6 separate regions of the Mus musculus genome follow, and regions 2, 3, 4, 5 and 6 are each linked to region 1. Evidence: chromatin contacts called from public Hi-C, HiChIP or PLAC-seq and promoter capture Hi-C data. All regions are on one chromosome and are shown on one strand. The core of a region is the stretch at or near the end of the contact, and the rest is flanking DNA. Distances in the headings are between cores, read along the strand shown.

Region 1 (3,011 bases), core at 297-2,796:
CCATCTCGGTCACAAGCTGGCTTGCTTCACCAGCTTCAGCCCTCTGGTTCTGAGATGTATCCACCCAGTCTGCAAAGAATCCACACATCTGAAAAGCAAAGCTAGACTCTTGCTTTTTTTTTTTTTTCCCAAGCCCTTCAGCTAACATTGCTCAATGTAGCTAAGTGGAGGGAATGCAAATGATTTATATTTCACTGGCTAGGTTGAGGAAACTCAAGGGAGATGTGTTCTGCTTCAAGACAGGGAGGAAAAAAAAATCCCCAAAACTGTAATGCAAAGGCTTTGTAGTATTTTTAAACCTTTGATTCAGTCCATATGTGACATCTGAACACCGCCAAATTCTGTTACAAAACACACACACACACACACACACACACACACACACACACACACTCCCTTTGCAAGAGAGAAAAGTTGGGTTTAGCAGCCCTGGTGGTGTAAAGAAGGCCGCTGAGATCTCCCTTTAAATGATTGAGTATTGAGGGAGCCTCCTCATGAGCGCTTCTCAGTGGCTTCTCTCCATTAGCTGTCGCCTTTAAAGGGGAAACCGTGTAAAAATGAATAGAAAAACTTTGAAGGGCTTACCTTGCTGGCTTCTCACTTCGTGTCCTGAAAAGTACAGAGCTAAGAAAACCCAGGTAAGAGGAAACATATCCATTTTTGACAGAGAGGCTCTCTCCGGGGCTAGGTTTGTGGGATCTCCTATAATTATGTCTTTGTGTTTTTCCTCTCTAATTTTCTTCCTGGTGGTGTCTTCTGCAAAGGTCTCTAACGATCAACGTTTTCCTCCTGGGTCCTGGCAGTCAGTCTGTCTTCACCTTTATTCTTGCTGGAATATCTCCACCTCACTAGGAGATAGCTCTTGAAATCAGCAAAGAGGGAGCAAGCTAAGGAAGCGGAGACCGGTTTCCTCTTCAAACCCAAACGCGTGTATGTTCTCTCCAGTTCCTCAAAGTGTCATTTCCTTTATCCTACAACATCACGAGGGTTTCCCGAAAGCTGAACGCAAAATAATAGTAATAATAATAAAAATCAAAGCCAAGAATTGCCCTGGGCATCACACGGCCCCTAGGCAGCTGTGTGATCTCAGAAGCGCTAACTGACACAGGTCCCCCGGCACCCGGGACACACACGCGGGCAGAGGCACCGACCGCTGGACAGGCGGAGTGGTAAGCAGTCAGACGTCCGGCTCTTGTCCTTTCTGGGTTCCCCTAAGCTGGAGCCTCCCCCGGCGGTTACACCCGCTTGGCCAGTCTCTGGAGGGGAGTGCGAGGCAGGAAGCTGCTGCGGCCGGTGCTGCTGGTGTTGCTGCGGGTGCGGCGGCTGGGATCGCCCGCGAGTGTGCGAGCGGCTCTCCGAGTTCGCTGGCGCCCGCCCTCACCTCCACCTCGCCCAGCGCCCGGCCGAGTGTCTGTGCTTCAGAGGATGTGCCGGGGGCGGGCTGCAGGCTGGTGCCTTGCTCGCCTCCTCTGCCTCCCCTCCGGCTCCCCCCTCGCCTTTTCAGGCCGAGCAGCATGTGGATGTCAGAGCCGCGGCAGAGCGATCCGATTACGCGCCCGCTCAGGGCCCGCCCCTTCTGTGTTCCTGATTAAAGAGGCAGCCGCGGAGACGCGCGGCGCAGAGCCGAGGACCGCGGCACCCAGCTCGGGCGGGGCGGCGGTGGCTCGCAGCCCCGCGGCCGCGCGATCAAAGTTAAGGTGCCACGCAACCCTGCCGCCCCTCTCCCAGTCCGCACCTCCCTCCCGCCCCACGCACCTTCGTGCGGGGCTGCGGGTGTGTCACACCCGGAGCAAGGAGCGCCCTCCCTTCAGGGCGCGCTGCCTCTGCCGGAGGGAAACTCCGCGGAGCCCGGGAAATTCTTGTTTCCCCTAAATTCCGAGACTCAGATGCTACACACTCAGAATCCAACACAATGCCACCTGCAATGGCGTTACAGAAGGAGTTGGGTGGCGGACCGCGTTTGGCGTAGGGAGCCAGTCCGCGGCTCAGCTCTGTGTTCCCAGAGGCAGCAAAGCGTGGCGGCGACACACACAGTCAGCCTTTAGCCTTCTCTGAACCAAACCTCAAATACTTCTTGGGCTTACTTCTCAGATCCTTTGTTGTGTCCCAAACAGGATCCTCTGCGGTCTGGGTTAGGATTTACTTCAACATGTGCCCTTAACTTGTAACTATCTGTAAACGAGGGACGATTTTATTGAATAAAGAATTTCTCCGGGCAATTAAATTCCCCACCCCCACCCCTGGCCACCCAATACACCTTCAAGCTTCCAACATAGTATAGGTACAGGGAGGCCTCTTGGACTGCTACTGTAACTACTTCTGTTCATGTTTCCCCAAGGTATTGTGGTCACAATGTTGACAGAAAGAAAATAGCATTGTGTTACCTATTTTTAAGTGGAGACATGAAAACTGTTTCAAGGCGCTATAAGCTAACAGTTGGAGAAAACACTTGCATCTTTGTTTCTGAGGGTGGCTGGGTGATCCCCAACTGTCATATTCACCAGGCACCCTTGCTTTACCATGATCAAGATCCAACAGAGCACACCTGGCAACCTTTTCAGTCCCCTTCCTAGCAGTCTGAAGATTAGGAAACATAAAGTTTGGGTGAGAAGGGACATGAACATCTGACTATACCATTTTTCCCCCTTAGCGTGGACTTATGGGTTCTTCTGGGTGGTTTCTCTCCTTATCTGGACTTGCCATTAGCGTTGTTTATCACAGCCAGTGTTTGAAAAAAAAAATCTGTAACTCTCACTTAACTGTTATTTACATGGAGATAAACACAAACAAAATTGAATCAGAAGTGATTTGCAACTAGTTAAATGAGGGATTTTCCAGTGGAAGTCCAGAGCCTGAATACCACATGGTTAATCTTAACTGCCTGGCTGCAAAGGGCTGGAGTTAGAGGCCCTCTGAGTTCTTCCAGAGAGCAACACATACACACACACACACACACACACACACACACACGTGCACACGCATGCACCACTCAAATACTCATAGGGGCTAAT
Region 2 (3,011 bases), core at 189-2,688, 880 kb after region 1:
TAACTCTTTATACTACAATATCATCTGGTTTTAAATACAGCATTTTACTTTGTGTTATTTTCAGAGAAAAAAATTAAAGACTAGTATACATGAATGGAGTATTAGCAATCCCCTTAGCTGAATGCTTATTTTACAAATGAGAAAATCAAGTAATGGAGTGGTTAACACCTTTGTGCAACAATCATAGAGTCAGGCCTGTGCTGTAGAAGGGGCTTCTATACCAATATCAGTAACAGATCTGTGGGTTTTATATAACTGCAGCACCCCTGGACAGCACCAATACCTTGGAGAGATAAGGGATGCTACAGTGTAGACATAATTTTTTCCTAATGACCTCGTATACTATTATCAGCTGGAGTTTCATAGAACTTTTGTACTTTCAATTCATGAATAATCATGCACAATACCACACACTGGTAGAAAATATTCAACAGTTTTTTGGGGCCACCTAGCTACAATGTGGAAAAAATGTTTAAGATAATTCTTTAATAGGGCAGCAATTCAAAGCTTATAGAATCTTAATCAGTATCTTTTTAGTGAACATTTCTCACTGTAAAGGAGAACTAGAATCTCACTTAATGCTGACTTTTCTCTTGAACAGAATTGACAAACTGGTAAGCAAGTCACATGCTTAGTGCTTGATGGAGCCAATTTGCACATCATGCACATCAGTTTTACTTAAACTTACCTAAAAATTTAACTAAATGTCAAACATATCTCTTTCAACCAGAACTGACTTGCACTTTATGCCTTACAGCTGCCCTTACAGGCAGATAATGGTCAATTCCTACCACCTTGCTGTTTGGATGGCGGAAGCTCACTGCAAGTTTGAAGCCACCCTGACATCTATATTGAGTCCAGGTCAACAGGAGCATCACAGCAAACTCCTGCACCAAAACAAATCCCCAAAGCAAAGAAGCTAACAGTAGTGGCATTAAATAAGCTGTGTATGTACATACTGTCTGTATAGTGCACTATGAGAGGTTTTGAGGGACTGGCCATGTTTCCATTTAGGTCTAGGAAAATCCCATGACAGAAATATCTCATAGTGAAAGCAACTGAACATAATACAGATTAGTAGAGAATTAGAGAAAGAGCATTTGATATAATTCAGATTCATGCCAAAGGTATGGCAGTGATTTATAGATTGAGATGGAATAAACTTAGAAATTAAAGGATCAAAGAGACTAGGACTTAACTAAAGAAAACATTGTAGTTGTTCCCAGATTTGAATTGGGCAGATTATGCAACTGAATAATGAATTTAGCTCTAAGCTTACTGATATGTAAATCAAAATAAAAATTTGTTGGTCTCCACAGTTTTAAAATTCAGACAAGGGAGAATATTCAAATGAATTTAAACACCTATTCTGTTTACTAAAGTTACAATCGTAACAGATGGACAGAGTACAAAGCTGAATCGATGACTAAGCAACAGCTTCAGGTCTGGGTACATGGTGCAGAAGGCTGACACATGCCCAACACTATACTAACCATCCCATGTTTACAGGCCTTAATCACTAGATGAGGAAACACTGGCTTTAGACAGGACGATTTTCCCATGGCACCTGGCCTACTTAAGGTAAAGGCAAGTAGGCCAATCCCTAAGCTTCACACTTTTAAATGTAATTCGGCACCAGAGAGGTAGCTCAGTGGGTGAAGATGCTTGCCACTAAGCCTGATAACCCAAGCCCCATACCTGAAAATCCAATGGCAGAATCGGAACACTGCCTCCAAAAGTGGTCTGACTTCTACACATGTTCTGTGACATATGCTCAAGTATGTGCATGCATGCACACACACATGTAAAACATTAAAATTTTGAATTCTAAATTCTGTACTTTTTAACATAATCCTTCTTTTGCCTTTATTGCAAATACCTATTATGATACCCTGAAAATGGGATTAGCAACATAGAAATTAACCCTTGAACTATCATGGGTATGGTGGACAGTGTGCAGTGTGGCTAGGATCTTGGTTGTGAGTCAGAGGCTAGCTAAAGTAACATGAGTGAGATGCTTTCTTGCTGATCCTGTATTAAAACACAGAAAACTTCAAAGAAGGGATAGCCACACCCACGCTGAGGTGCTCTAAACTATCAACATCTTTGGCCTTGCTGCATTTACCCAGCTCATAACCAACCAACTAAACTATTTTTATTTAGTGTGTGTGTGTGTGTGTGTGTGTGTATTCATTCGGTGGCTTCATTTGAAAGTATCAAGTTATAAAGAAATGCTCTGAACAAAAGGAATGAAGATAAAGTAGAATCTCTACTGGAAATGTAACACTGCCTGTCAGTAGTGGGGCTGAAAACCTGGCTGGCCGAGTGTATAGAGACATTGGTCCCTTCACACCCATGGCAGAGCTGAGGTTCCCTTCTTTTGCCTGAAAGCGTCATTTACCTTGAGCTGAGCGACTACTTAATTTTAGACTGTCCTACTGAAAACCATTTTGGGGCTCTTAGAGTAAAACTAATATTTCCTTTTAGAAGTTTTATAAATGTCCAAAGCTGATTGCTTTTGTCTTATGTTCTTTTGAGGAGTATACCCTCCTCAAATTATATGTGCTTCAGGATACAGTCAAAACTTAGTATGGGCCCAGTTGCCATCCTGGAGACGAGAATCATCACAACCTTGTACCATAGTGATTAGTGAAGACCACAAATACCACAACTCAAAACCAAACTAGAATCAGGACTTTGTTTTTGTTTTCGTTTTTATTTACAGGGCTGCTCTGGTATTGCTTTTATTAAGATCCCCCTCTCCTTCTGCTGACAGGCAATTACAATTTCAATAAAATTCACAGATGACAGGAGAGAAATGAATATTAACTTCTCCCACAGGCACACAATATAACCTTGTTTTTATGTAGAAATTGGCCTTCAAAAAATGGTTAAGAGCTGTCAGTACACTAAATGGTTGCCTATGGTGAAATTACAAAATAAGGATGCTTTACAATGACTTTTAATGTAAAGACTTTTTAAAATTTACTCAAATTGCATTACTTTGACAG
Region 3 (3,011 bases), core at 139-2,638, 710 kb after region 1:
ATGCAGACCAGGACAAAAAAACAAAAACAAAAACAAAAAAAACAAAAACAAGCATAGCCAGGACAATACAAATATCAAGAAAATTTAAAACTCAGTGTACTTGCTCATATAGTAATAATATTTCTTTTGCTCCAGAACCAAATATATTAATAATACCAGACATACAAGGAATCTGAAAGATAAAGTCCTTAAGTTTAAAAGACTAGAAAATTCTCAAAGATGACCCCAGTCCACTGGGTGGCATGATTTGCCATTTACCCAACAGAGCACTGCATACTTCCTCAATTTTGTCTAATCTCTAGGGCTTTGAAGGTCTTCAGAAAGCATACAGTATTAGAAACGAAGACATGAAATATGGTGTCATGTTGGAAATACACAGATGTACACACACGTGTGCGCACACACACACTTTAAAAGGTCTCTAATGTAACATCAGAGATGAAAATAAGACATGGAAAACCATCTCATAATTAGGTGTCTAATGCATTTACAATATAAGCAACACTCAGATTCAGTACTGTTCTGCTGTCTTAGTTTTATTTTCTATAGCATTCTAAAATTAATATTCTCTGGCTAACCTAATACATAAACTTAACACTCTCAGAAACATCCCCTCAGAAACTTCATTGCTGAGGTGGAGCACAGCCCTGTGGGAGAAGCAGAACTTTAGGCTGAGTTCTTTGTGTAGGAGCCATTCCATTCCAGTCAAATAGAACATTGCCCCTAACCTGGCCTTCTACCTTCAGAAGGGCCTCCACAGCTAAGACCCTTCCATCCTAGCCTTTAGCATCTAAACACAATGCTACAGATATTGCGGAAGTGGTCATTCTGTCACCAGATCTGAGTATGGTCACAGATCAGCTTCAAATTCATCGTAGCCCACAGAATTTCCCAGTGAAGAGCCTTCTGTAGACACCCTGGTATTCCTGCGACACTGTACCCATGCCTCTCTCCCCACCTGTCATGAAGCAGAGGATCTTAATTTACCTGCTTCTAGCTAAACATAGATGATCAGCTTGAAACCATAAGTCACACCACTAAAATAGACTTAATGAATACTTTGATTTTTTTTTAAATGGAAACAAAGTCTCTTAGGAGAATGCAGGTTAGCTCACAGAAACAAGAAAAACAAAACAGTGGGCAGACAAGGTCAGAGCAGAGCCAAACACACTCTAAGATGCCATTCTGCAGATGACATCACGGCTGCTATCACTGTAGCCCTTAGTGCCTCTTGGGCTAGGACTGCTTTCCATAGTCAGACATTGAATATTCATGAAACACACTTAGACGTGAGAGAATGGAGTGAAGCATAATTGGACATCATACTCTGAACTCCTACTGCAGTGCTTTTGTGCATGAAAAAATACCACCCAGCAGAGGGCTGATCAGTGTTCGTGCCTCAATCCCTGAGGGAGAACAATACCTTGGTTATAGGCTTTGTTCTCTCTACTGCACACACCAGCTCCATCAGTTCTGACTTCCCAAGAATAGGGAGAGGAAAGGTCACCCCCACAACCAAGTGTGCAAAGCAGCCTCTGTCCATCCTTGAGGTTGAAGAGGAAATTGAATTTTACCATTTTCCATCTAAAATCTACTTAGTAAATCACGGTCCCAATTCTATTTCCTGATAGACTGCATCTATGTATTGGATTTTCTTCTAGAGCATATCTTTTGAAATCGTAAAACTAATTTGTCCATCCACACGCCCAGTTTAGAAACAAGCACAAATGTGCAATGCTCCCCGTGACTTCTGACTGTTAGGAGAACTCAGCTTTATTTCCCTAATGACTGCAATCCTCAGTGTATTGCTTAAGTTTTTGGATTAATGAGTAAGCAATCAAATGTGATTTTAAGTCATGAATATAACAAACATACTATTCATTTATTTTGACAAGTATTTTAATTTATGAGACTTGGCTACAAATACAGCAGCCAATTTTGTAAAGGGGGAGGGGAGAAGAAACCTCTACTTTTAAGACAACCCAGCAGCTCTCAAATAAACCTCTATAGTTCAGCATCCTTAATCATCAGGGAAATGCAAATCAAAGCAACCCTGAGATTCCACCTTACACCAGTCAGAATGGCTAAGATAAAAAATTCAGGTGACAGCAGATGCTGGTGAGGATGTGGAGAAAGAGGAACACTCCTCCATTGTTGGTGGGATTGAAAGCTGGTAAAGCCACTCTGGAAATCAGTCTGGGGGTTCCTCAGAAAACTGGACATAGTACTACTGGAAGATTCAGCAATACCTCTTCTGGGCATATACCAAGAAGATGTAATAAGGACACATGCTCCACTATGTTCATAGCAGCCTTATTTATAATAGCCAGAAGCTGGAAAGAACCCAGATGTCCCTCAACAGAGGACTGGATACAGAAAATGTGGTACATTTACACAATTGAGTACTACTCAGCTATTAAAAACAATCAATTTATGAAATTCTTAGACTAATGAATGTATCTGGAGTATATCACCTTGAGTGAGGTAACCCAATCACAAAAGAACACACATGATATGCACTCACTGATAAGTGGATATTAGCCCAGAAACTTAAAATACCAAAAATACAACTTGCAAAACACATGAAACTCAAGAAGAAGGAAGACCAATGCGTGGATACTTCATTCCTCCTTAGAATATGGAACAAAATACCCATGGAAGGAGTTACAGAGACAAAGTTTGGAGATGGGACAGAAGGAACGACTATGCAGAGGCTGCCCCATCTGGGGATCCATACCGTAATCAACCGCCAAATGCAGACACAATTGCATATGCCAGCAATATTTTGCCGACAGGACCCTGCTATAGCTGTCTCTTGTGAGGCTATGCCAGTGCCTGGCAAATGCAGAAGTGGATGCTCAGAGTCATCTATTGGATGGAACACAGGGCCCCCAATGGAGGAGCTAGAGAAAGTACCCAAGGAGCTGAAGGGGTCTGCAACCCTATAGGAGAAACAACAATATGAACTAACCAGTAACCCCAGAGCTCGTTTTTCTAGCTGCATATGTAGC
Region 4 (3,011 bases), core at 165-2,664, 690 kb after region 1:
TACAGTTTTGTGAAATGTAAACCCTGTTAAAACAATTTCCTATTCAGCAGTCACTTAAGTGTTAAATGAAACCATTTACCAGTGAAACGAATATACACAGGTATATTGTACAAAATTAAGGAAAAAAGATAAAGTGTGGGTAAAATTGAGTCAGAAAAGTGAGAATGAAAATGAGACTAAGATCTAAGTCTAAATGAATATAAAATAGACAAAAAGAGAAGTTGAGACAGTGCATATATATTCTCACCAAAATACACCATTACATCATTTCATAAGCAATATCATTTAAAATCTATTTATAAGACTAAAGACTACTTTGTATGCAGACCTCATCATGTTCAACTTCTAGAGAGGTAGGGGCTCAGCTTGGGCAGAAGTCTGAAGACACCTGACACTGCTCTGTGAGAGTAGCAGTGCTAGTTGTATTTTAAATTGCACATTCAATATACAAGCCACATTCAAGATGCAGCTTTGTGCTTAGCTGAATACAAACAAAAGTTACTCCTGTATGGTAATTAGTGTTAGTATTTCTCAGGACTGGGCGGCATTAGTATTGACTTTATTCTTTTAATTGACTAGTATGATCTGGCAGTTTTCCAACATACAGTTTGGATATTTACTGAATAACCTGTTAGTCCCTGTTCCCTGCCCCATCCCAACCCCCCTCACCCCATGCAACATTTCACGTATTCTGAAAACAAAAACTAAAATAAAAACCAAAATAACAATAGCAAAAGAAGAATGGTACCCAGAATAAGTTAGACAGGCTGTCACCTCCTCAGTCCTGATTTAGTTACCATCATACCAGAACAGCAGCACACATTTTGTTGACTATGTAGCCATGACTGATGGATGATAGCCTAGCAAGGTCACCATAGCTAATTACAGCATCATTCATCTGGCTTGCACAGGGGAAAAATACCAGGCTCTCAGGGAAGAAAAAAAGAAAAGAAAGAAAAGCCCTTCTATAGCTGCTAACTTTTGAATAATCAGCCTCAAAAGAAACAAATAGGATGAAAGTCAATGACCAAATTATGACTTATGGATTCACCCAAGCAAATGACCTCAGCTCTGTGGTAATTTTAACTCTTGGTTTCCAGCCTGTAGGAGAGAACTTCTAGCAACAAGGATCCCTCACAGGCTTAAGTGCTTTGTCGTGGGGATTCAAAGGATTCATCAGGAGCCCAAGCCAACCGTGCACTTTAGTTCTGCTATGTGTGTGGTGTGAGTGTGTTTGTCTAGGATCAGATGCCAAGACTTAAACTCACATTATGGGCACAGCAGCTACCTACACACTACAGCCTAATTAAAAGAGTAAGCTTCTCTCTTCGTTATGTTTTCCTGAAGATCGGGGCCATAAAGGGATTTGGTTTCCTTAAGAACTGAGAAAAATGTTCCCATATGTTGCTTTTGTAGCCTGAATTATTGAAACTCAGAAAGAAAATGGTAGGGATTTCCAACAATAATCCAGGGCTACACAGTGTTTTCTGAGAACTACTGAAAGAAAATAAAGAAGAGAGACATGAGTGTTTTGAAAATAATTCTATTATAGCAAACATATAATCATAATTTCCATTTCTGTTTTGAAGAAGCACAAACACACATGGAAACAATAAAACATCCAGGGCACCTTTCAAGTCTCAGAAACAAGACTCACTCACAGCAGAAAGCACCTCATCTCCAAAGTTTAAAGGAGAGAGAATAAAGCTAGTATTAATTCAACTTCCAACTTTAATCAGATCGCTTCACATCTAGGTAACACAGATCACAGGAATGGCAACAGGCAAATCCAAAGGACTTTTTATCCTGAAACACTATTTAAATTGTATTGCTAAAATAATTTATAACCAAAGGACTATCTTCTCATGTAAGCTTGAACCCCAAATTGCAAATTTCAATCAAGTACTGAGAAAATTATCAAAAAACACAAAATAAAACTCCTCATTAATTGGGGTCATAAGATGGAAAGTGACAGGGGCACAGAGCTAGATTCAAACTTTGTTATGTGTCAGTGAGATACTCTGGAGATAATAAGAGCTCTCAAAAGCAAAGCAAAGCAAAGGCTTCATTTATAGATGAGAAGCTGCAGATAATGGTAACATAATCAGGAGCAATCTATGGGACCTTCAGTTTGTACCTTCACTTTCATTTAGATGGGACCTCATCCATTTTTGTGTGGAAAGCTGTAATCATCACGAAGACAAGTTACATGGCTGAGGATACACATTTGGAACTCAGGACTTGTACCAGCTCTAGGTTGCTTGTTTTCAAGTCCCAAGAAGCTACATGTGTTTTGGAGAAGAGAGGATCAGGTACTACTGATCCAAAAAAGTGATATGAACAGCCATGGGAAAGGTAGAGGACTGCTACGCTTCAAAACTTCAAAGTGAAAGCCCCCAGTATGACCCTAAACCTGACATGTCAGCAAAGGTGTAGAGATGCCTACATTGTAGTAAAAGTTCTGACAGGATTCCATTCACATACTGACTTGATGTAAGATTCATTCTCTCTCTCTCTCTCTCTCTCTCTCTCTCTCTCTCTCTCTCTCTCTCTCTCTCTCTCTCTCTCCACACACACACACTCTCAGGCACAGGCACAGGCACAGGCACAGGCATACTGTATGTATGAAGTGAGAGGAGAATAACCAGCAACTTATGGGATTAAAAAGCAACTTGAGGCACCTCAACTCTCTAGTCTTGGTTTCTTCATTAGCTTTAAATTTACATTTTTCATAGTATCTGTTTATTAATTTTTACTTTATCTCAATTCCAAAAGGATATGAAGTGTTATTATTATCACATCTAGCATTTAAAGGGCATGGATAATTGAAATATATAGTTCATCAAAAAATGTCACATAAATGCAGGAGCATGGTGTCAGAGACCCAATTCTAATTGCAGTGTTAAACCAACTGGTCACTCAGCATCAGCGCACACAATGAATTGGAGCTTACACATATTCATTTGTAAAACAGTGTCAATCACTTAGACAATTGCTAATTCTAAAACCCG
Region 5 (3,011 bases), core at 155-2,654, 650 kb after region 1:
GCTAAGACCTAGTCTCTTGAATGGCTCCTCCTAATTTAGACTCTGACAGATCTGTCTGCTGTCCTTCTCACTCTCTTGTGACTTTCCCTCAGTTTCTGTTTGTGTTGCTTGAATACTTTTCCTTTGAGAATCATTAGTGCTACTTTGGGTTAAAAATAATGAATATCTTCCTTTCTGCTAGAATGGCAGATGGCAACAATTGCTAGTAGAGATACAAAAAGGACAAGTTAGTCCACTGAAGGTAAAGTGGTGCCAAGCCTTAGGTAACAGCATGCCAGTTCCTCAAATGACTGAATGCAGAGTTGCCTTGTGAAATGGCAATTCCATTCTCGTGTGTGTGTGTGTGTGTGTGTGTGTGTGTGTGTGGTGTGTGGGTATGTGTGTGTGTGGTGTGTGGTGTGTGTGTATGTGGTGTGGTGTGTGTGTATGTGTGTGTGTGTGTGTGTGTGTGTGAGAGAGAGAGAGAGAGAGAGAGAGAGAGAGAGAGGGAGGGAGAGAACAGGGGTCTATAAAAATCTGTGTATAAATCTTTGCAACATCACTATTTATAATACATAAACAGTAGTCAAATTAGCTAATATCCCTTAACTTATATATGAATAAAAAAGATGGTTATACCTATAAATATGATTTATCAGTAAGAAGAAACAATAAATGAGTCAATGCTCTTGTTAAGTGAACAAGGGCAGTCAGACAGGGTCTTACATTATATGAGTTTAACTGTATGACATGCACTGAACATGCAGATGCCTAGCACCTAAAGGTGGATTAGTACTTGATGGGGGACAAGGTAAGAGAAACACCATTTCTTTAGAATTTTTGTTAAAATGTTTTAGAGATTATTGTAATGGTCATTTCATTACTCTCAAAATATATTAAAACCCACTGAGCTGCATATTTCAAACAGTAAATTATATGTTAGGAAGTATATCTCATTAAGTTGTTTAGTAAAATAGAACCACACATTCTGGTGATTTTGTACTACATATCACCTTTATTGTATGAATAGTGAGTGCCTGGCTCCCTTAGGCTGCAGTTGTTGAAGGTGAGAGTTTGTAATAGAAATAGCTTGACCAGTACAACTCAATGGCCAGGCAAACTATGACATATAAATGAAACAGAACATAGTCACGTATTATTGATGTTTGATTAACCAGCACATGCATTAGCTACACATCTAGTACAATGTGTTACTTTCAACCAAGGCTATGAGATTTTGCCATATTCAAACAGTGAGTAGGTCCCGCCCTTCTATCCTTCCTCCTGAAAGTAGGGATCACATTTCATACTGGATGGTCATTAGAAAGAAGGGTGCTACAGGTAAATTGGTAGACTCTGTGTACCTAGACACATCACACCTGTTTATAACACCAGCTGGGGATGCTTTACAAGGTCCCAGACACCTCTGTTTACACTAGGAGCTGACTGCAGTGCCTGGCAACAGCACACGTTCGGTAAACACAGGAAGAAGGTACACCTGAGAAGTAAACTCAATCTTGTGGTAAGGTAAACTTAATCTTTGTAATCTTTGATTTCCAAAGAAGAAAACTGGCTGCCTATCTCTAATGAGGAAGTATCACTCCTGCGTATTTGCTATCTATGTAGTAAATTACACTTATCTGTGTCTCTTGTCAGGTCTCCTTTTGACCTCACTGTTTATGTCAATGGTCCTGTCTGCCTGCAAGTCCCCCAGTGAGAAAGCCTGGATTAGGATAGCAGGCCAGTGGCTGAGACTGCTTCATTTAGGCTATCAAGAATTTAAGAGTTTACCAAATCACTGGCTTGGATGAAACAGGAAAGAAAGACTCAGTAAATTAAAGACCCTGTGTTATGTCCACTGAGCAAAGCCAGGCAAAATACTGGTGTCATTCAAAAGACAACAATCCAGATGAGGGCAGAGGCTTTTGGAAGCTGAAAACACTTCACGCATGTAAGGCTAAAGCAGATGGAACTCACAATTAAAAATCAATAAATGCTACTCTATAAGGAAAAAAGGAAGAAAGAAGAAAGAAAACAACTATAACAGATGGATTCATCCGTCTTCTTAAAGAGCCTTGACCAGAAAAGTAGCAGATGAGCAAGCCAGCTTGCCAAAACTGTCTGGAGGGCTCTTCCCTCGAAAGGGTTGGGATTGAATTGAGCTTTAAGAAATATTCTTCTTCACTGAATTATATATACACTTTTCCTGGCAGACTATGATATGTCCAGCAACAATGATCAGCCTGGCATCCATCTATGAGTGAACATCGTGCTGTCTGCCATGGAGAGGTCCCTGCACCCATAAGCATTTGCAACTTGTCATTGGCATAGCTATCGCTAGACACACCTTTATATACTTTGTAGACATACTGCCAATCCCCAGACCTCTGCAAATGTAGATGTGACTGTTAGCTTCACAAAGGAGGAGACACAAGGAAGGAATGAAATTTGGCAAACATTCAAGGGTCACAGGGACCAGAAGGTAAGAGAGTAGCCAGGTCTGCTTAACTCCATTACCTACCTATTCCCTTCCTTCTTTCTCATCATAGGGGCTTCTAGATGCAGCCTCACTGGAGAGCAGAGAGCAGGCGAGGGAGGTGGGAAGCAGGAGAGGAAGAATTCACAGGTTATTTGCACAGGACTGCTGGGGATGGGGGGAACCTTGCTCCTAAACACCTAATCAAGGATATTTAGATAGGAAAAAAACTTCAGTGGGTAGAACAATTCATCAGGCTGCCCAAGCTTAATGAAAATATCCCTTATGAATAATCAATTGCTTTTGTTTAATTCTCTTTGCAATAAGTAACCTTGGACCCCAGGATTTGGTCTCCTGAGTAGACTTCCCAAGCAGGCTGCCTCTGAGCCCACTTCCTGTAGCTGATACTTCCCCCACAACTGCTTTTCATGAAGTTTGACCTTGGAGCCTATTCAGCTTGAGGAAATTAATAAAATTGTATGTTTTGTCTCTGAAAGTAAGCCAGCCTTTTTATACTTATAATATCAAATGATCAAAGGATTTTCAGACTCATCCC
Region 6 (3,011 bases), core at 152-2,651, 620 kb after region 1:
GCGCTTAATCAAATTAGCCGGTCACACAAAGACAGCGACTGTACAAGTCCGCTGCCGCGAGCTTCCCAGGCTTTCAAAATTAGGAAGAGAAAAGGGTAAATTGTAGTTGTCAGGGTTTCTGGACAGCAGAGATCATTTTTAATGGCTACAGAATTCAGTTTTGTAAACTGCAGAACTCTAGAGGCAGTGATGATAGAGGCACGGCTGTGAATGAATGTACTTAAAACCCTGACCTGGACACTTAAATGCTTCAGATGACAAAGACCATGTGCGTCTTTCCATGACCTTAGAAGGAAAGGAGTTTTCATAGACTGTCATAAGAAGAAATGTAGTGGACATTTTGGAAGCTCTGAAAAAGGGATTTTAAGGCAAAAAAATCATATGGGGTGTGTGTGTATATGAGTCTACCCATCTATTATAGATAAATAATAGTCTTACTCATGAATACATAGAGAACATTGTTTTATTGACTGAGCACCACTAACCTGATAACCCAAGTGGAAAAGCTTGCCCCTCAATTCCTGTGAGTAGGCTACAGCAAAAAAAAAAAAAAAAAAAAAATCAGATTATTTAAATGTTGAATACAACTGCTGTAGGTTGTGTATCTAAGGTGCTTAGAAAACAAATAAATTTAATGCTTAGTATCAGGCCTAGTTCTTAAGATTATATATATATATATATATATATATATTTAATATTATATATATAATATTTTAATATTTTATATATATATATATATATATATATATATATATGTATGAATGAAATTATTTCGGCATCCAGAATTATTGCAAATTCCAAACACTTCTAATCCCAAATATTTTGGGTAAAGGATTTCTCTGGAAATTACACAGCCTCTATGCAATGCTCATATTTTGCAACCACTCAAATACAATTTGCTGTATTAATGAGTAATCTCTCAATGAGTGCTCTCCACACACAGCAGCATTGCAATCTAAACAGTGTCAGCTGCGTCCAGATCTGCTTGCTTTGCTTTCGATCATTGTAAGAATGGAACTAAAACCAGATACATTTTATCTATATGTTAACATGTTTGATTGGTAGTGACTGAAATTAAAGGCAGAGGTAACAGAGCCATCATTCTCAGTACTAAGTCGGTCAGTTCTGACTTCAGATGCATTAGCTGCCAGTTTCTTCCCACAGCAATAACCCTTGATGATTTTTTTTTCAACAAATGCCATTCATCCATTTTTACTTTGGAAAAGTATGGAGATCTGTCTGGAGAGAAGGCTCAAAAAAAAAAAAATCAGTTAAATATCGCAAAAGCTTGTGATTTAGGGGAAAACAAAATAAAGCCTGACTCTATCTGAAGGGTTTGGAGCCTCCATTGGCTCACAACAGTCACTTTAAACCTAACTCACTCCAGATGTCTCCATGATCATCTAATCAGACATCAAAAGCACCTCTGTCACAAGCCACACGCTGCTTAGGAGGATGCTACGTGTTTCCACAAGCGTAAAACACACACAGTAGCGACTTTTAAAATGTGATTCATCTACTTCAGAATTCAACTTTATGGCACAGGGCCATTAGGAAAGGGGCCCCCTCGTGAGAAAGAAAAGTCTTGTTTAATGTCTGTACGATGTCATTCTATGACTAACTCTGCTTTGTAAGCAGAAGCCAGAATGAAACACACACTTCAGGAGGGTGTATGTTTTGAGAGAGAGAGAAAAAAAAATCCTCATCTGAAGAGAAAGTTGTATTCCTTTCAGAAGCTGGGAGAATGTTCATTAACCCTTCCAGTCTGCACTACGGATGTTTCTCAATTGTCTGACGCCCAGAAGGCCATCATGGAAGAGGACAACAATAACAACAATCAGCAACAAAACCCATGGTTCTCAACCTTGACTCTGACCTTGGACATACCTGGCTACTTGTGTTTAGACAGGAGATTTTTAAAGGCAGCTATTTCATTGAATGGATTGATGTGTGTTTTTGTAGACACCATTTTATGATACTGCCTCTGTATGGATATTCAGGCTTTTACTTTAAATGTTTGTCTTTATTATTTCCTTGGCAAATACACTCAGACTACTGGTATCTTAGAGGGAAAACTTCATTGCTCTTCTATGAATGCATAGACATTCATAGGACATTAGAATAAAATTTAAAGTTGAATCCATTCTCACCAAGGTTAAAAACTCATACCAGGAACGTACAAGTCATTAGTATAGAGTTTAAATGGATAATAGCAATAGCTTCCTTGTTTATTTTATTTTAATTTTATTTTTTTAGTTATACACATTTTAGGAAAGAATCATTCACAATCTATACATTCTTCATAGGTTACAGTATTAGCCATTCAGAGAATAGGATGTTGATCTTCAGAATAAGCTACATCAAAATAAACTTCAACGGTGTCAAAACTGGATTTGAGCAGAGTACTAAAATCACATTTTACCATACTCTGTCACCCATATTCTAATTAACCCAAGTACTAGAAGTATTTTTGTCTTCTACATCAGTCAAAACTAGAAAAGCCTATTAAGAAAAGATGGAATGAAAGAAGAGCTAGAAAGGAACATCTTTAGATGCAGTGGTATAAGAGAGAAACCTAAAATTAAAATCCCAAGTGTTTTTGAAGTCTTTGAACACAGCTATTAGACAAGTATAACATTATGACTGATGGGCTTGCTAAGTTTATATTATAGAACTCACAATTTTGTTGACAGAAAAAGAAGTCCAAATAAGTGAATCTCCTACGTTGGAATTAATTTCTATTCTGTTTTTCTTCACGGTTTATTTGTAAAATTAGCCTCTATAACAATTCATGAGCAGAATAACAATGGCTTGTTCTCACCCTATAATTTTTACTAATTCTCTGAACCAGCTCATTGTTTAAATTCTAAAATGAAATGTCTGAGAATCCAAAGTGCTGACCTCAGCCACCAGCTCTCAGTTAAATGTGGAGCAGAGAAGTCATGCTCGGACATCTCTCTGACTCATAACTCAGCTAAAGCTATTTCAGGTAAAGAACAGTGTTCTCTTTC

Evidence for each region. Promoter capture Hi-C pulls out the DNA fragments that hold promoters and counts their contacts. A called contact is a pair of places that touch in the nucleus more often than the background predicts. HiChIP or PLAC-seq counts read pairs in DNA pulled down with a chosen protein or histone mark.
Region 2: a contact with region 1 is called in a promoter capture Hi-C map of hippocampal neurons, with 25 times the contacts expected there. The contact joins the enhancer-like site here to the promoter of Nrp2 in region 1. A contact is called at or near these places in 11 of 39 promoter capture datasets (the 3T3-L1 cell line, the C10 cell line, the HPC-7 cell line and 6 more), 1 of 484 Hi-C or Micro-C datasets (cerebellum), 21 of 115 datasets of contacts at active chromatin or transcription factors (astrocytes, bone marrow-derived dendritic cells, bone marrow-derived macrophages and 14 more) and 4 of 9 other capture datasets (adipose tissue, embryonic stem cells, liver and 1 more).
Region 3: an H3K4me3 HiChIP or PLAC-seq map of embryonic basal ganglia shows a contact between it and region 1, with 4 times the contacts expected there. The contact joins the enhancer-like site here to the promoter of Nrp2 in region 1. A contact is called at or near these places in 10 of 39 promoter capture datasets (the 3T3-L1 cell line, 3T3-L1-derived adipocytes, cranial neural crest and 5 more), 1 of 15 datasets of contacts at CTCF or cohesin (pro-B cells), 4 of 484 Hi-C or Micro-C datasets (adipose-derived mesenchymal stem cells, embryonic stem cells and uterus), 22 of 115 datasets of contacts at active chromatin or transcription factors (the NIH/3T3 cell line, astrocytes, bone marrow-derived dendritic cells and 16 more) and 3 of 9 other capture datasets (adipose tissue, embryonic stem cells and pancreatic islet).
Region 4: a contact with region 1 is called in an H3K4me3 HiChIP or PLAC-seq map of embryonic forebrain, with 6 times the contacts expected there. The contact joins the enhancer-like site here to the promoter of Nrp2 in region 1. A contact is called at or near these places in 12 of 39 promoter capture datasets (the 3T3-L1 cell line, HPC-7-derived erythroid cells, cranial neural crest and 7 more), 1 of 15 datasets of contacts at CTCF or cohesin (pro-B cells), 2 of 484 Hi-C or Micro-C datasets (the AML12 cell line and ganglionic eminence), 18 of 115 datasets of contacts at active chromatin or transcription factors (the NIH/3T3 cell line, astrocytes, bone marrow-derived dendritic cells and 13 more) and 2 of 9 other capture datasets (embryonic stem cells and pancreatic islet).
Region 5: a contact with region 1 is called in a Hi-C map of olfactory sensory neurons, with 2.9 times the contacts expected there. The contact joins the enhancer-like site here to the promoter of Nrp2 in region 1. A contact is called at or near these places in 2 of 39 promoter capture datasets (the 3T3-L1 cell line and hippocampal neurons), 1 of 15 datasets of contacts at CTCF or cohesin (pro-B cells), 8 of 484 Hi-C or Micro-C datasets (the HL-1 cell line, bone marrow-derived macrophages, cortical neurons and 5 more), 20 of 115 datasets of contacts at active chromatin or transcription factors (SST interneurons, astrocytes, bone marrow-derived dendritic cells and 15 more) and 4 of 9 other capture datasets (adipose tissue, embryonic stem cells, embryonic tail and 1 more).
Region 6: a Hi-C map of the N1E-115 cell line shows a contact between it and region 1, with 11 times the contacts expected there. The contact joins the enhancer-like site here to the promoter of Nrp2 in region 1. A contact is called at or near these places in 11 of 39 promoter capture datasets (the 3T3-L1 cell line, 3T3-L1-derived adipocytes, cranial neural crest and 6 more), 13 of 484 Hi-C or Micro-C datasets (the C2C12 cell line, MC3T3-E1-derived osteoblasts, the N1E-115 cell line and 6 more), 12 of 115 datasets of contacts at active chromatin or transcription factors (bone marrow-derived dendritic cells, bone marrow-derived macrophages, craniofacial prominence and 8 more) and 3 of 9 other capture datasets (adipose tissue, embryonic stem cells and liver).

Annotation. Positions count from the first base shown.
Region 1 is chr1:62,701,852-62,704,862 of GRCm38.p6, reverse strand. It overlaps Nrp2 (neuropilin 2), which reads right to left and starts at 1,546. Exons shown (of 17, transcript NM_001077404.1): 1 at 586-1,546. The coding sequence starts at 658.
Region 2 is chr1:61,821,403-61,824,413 of GRCm38.p6, reverse strand. All of the region lies in intron 2 of Pard3b (par-3 family cell polarity regulator beta), which reads right to left. The region is part of intron 2 of Pard3bos1 (a long non-coding RNA gene); the gene reads left to right. Among named protein-coding and RNA genes, the nearest start is that of Pard3bos1, 42 kb to the left of the region's middle. Within about 2 kb of position 1,438, at least 1 of the 459 cell types and tissues checked has an H3K27ac peak or open chromatin away from gene starts, as enhancers often do. A contact at or near this core is called in hippocampal neurons, where this site is marked.
Region 3 is chr1:61,996,223-61,999,233 of GRCm38.p6, reverse strand. All of the region lies in intron 2 of Pard3b (par-3 family cell polarity regulator beta), which reads right to left. Among named protein-coding and RNA genes, the nearest start is that of Pard3bos1, 130 kb to the right of the region's middle. Within about 2 kb of position 1,388, at least 13 of the 459 cell types and tissues checked have an H3K27ac peak or open chromatin away from gene starts, as enhancers often do. A contact at or near this core is called in embryonic basal ganglia, where this site is marked.
Region 4 is chr1:62,014,949-62,017,959 of GRCm38.p6, reverse strand. All of the region lies in intron 3 of Pard3b (par-3 family cell polarity regulator beta), which reads right to left. Among named protein-coding and RNA genes, the nearest start is that of Pard3bos2, 120 kb to the left of the region's middle. Within about 2 kb of position 1,414, at least 8 of the 459 cell types and tissues checked have an H3K27ac peak or open chromatin away from gene starts, as enhancers often do.
Region 5 is chr1:62,047,179-62,050,189 of GRCm38.p6, reverse strand. All of the region lies in intron 3 of Pard3b (par-3 family cell polarity regulator beta), which reads right to left. Among named protein-coding and RNA genes, the nearest start is that of Pard3bos2, 87 kb to the left of the region's middle. Within about 2 kb of position 1,404, at least 11 of the 459 cell types and tissues checked have an H3K27ac peak or open chromatin away from gene starts, as enhancers often do. A contact at or near this core is called in olfactory sensory neurons, where this site is marked.
Region 6 is chr1:62,084,696-62,087,706 of GRCm38.p6, reverse strand. The region is part of intron 4 of Pard3b (par-3 family cell polarity regulator beta); the gene reads right to left. Among named protein-coding and RNA genes, the nearest start is that of Pard3bos2, 50 kb to the left of the region's middle. Within about 2 kb of position 1,401, at least 15 of the 459 cell types and tissues checked have an H3K27ac peak or open chromatin away from gene starts, as enhancers often do. A contact at or near this core is called in the N1E-115 cell line, adipose-derived mesenchymal stem cells and craniofacial prominence, where this site is marked.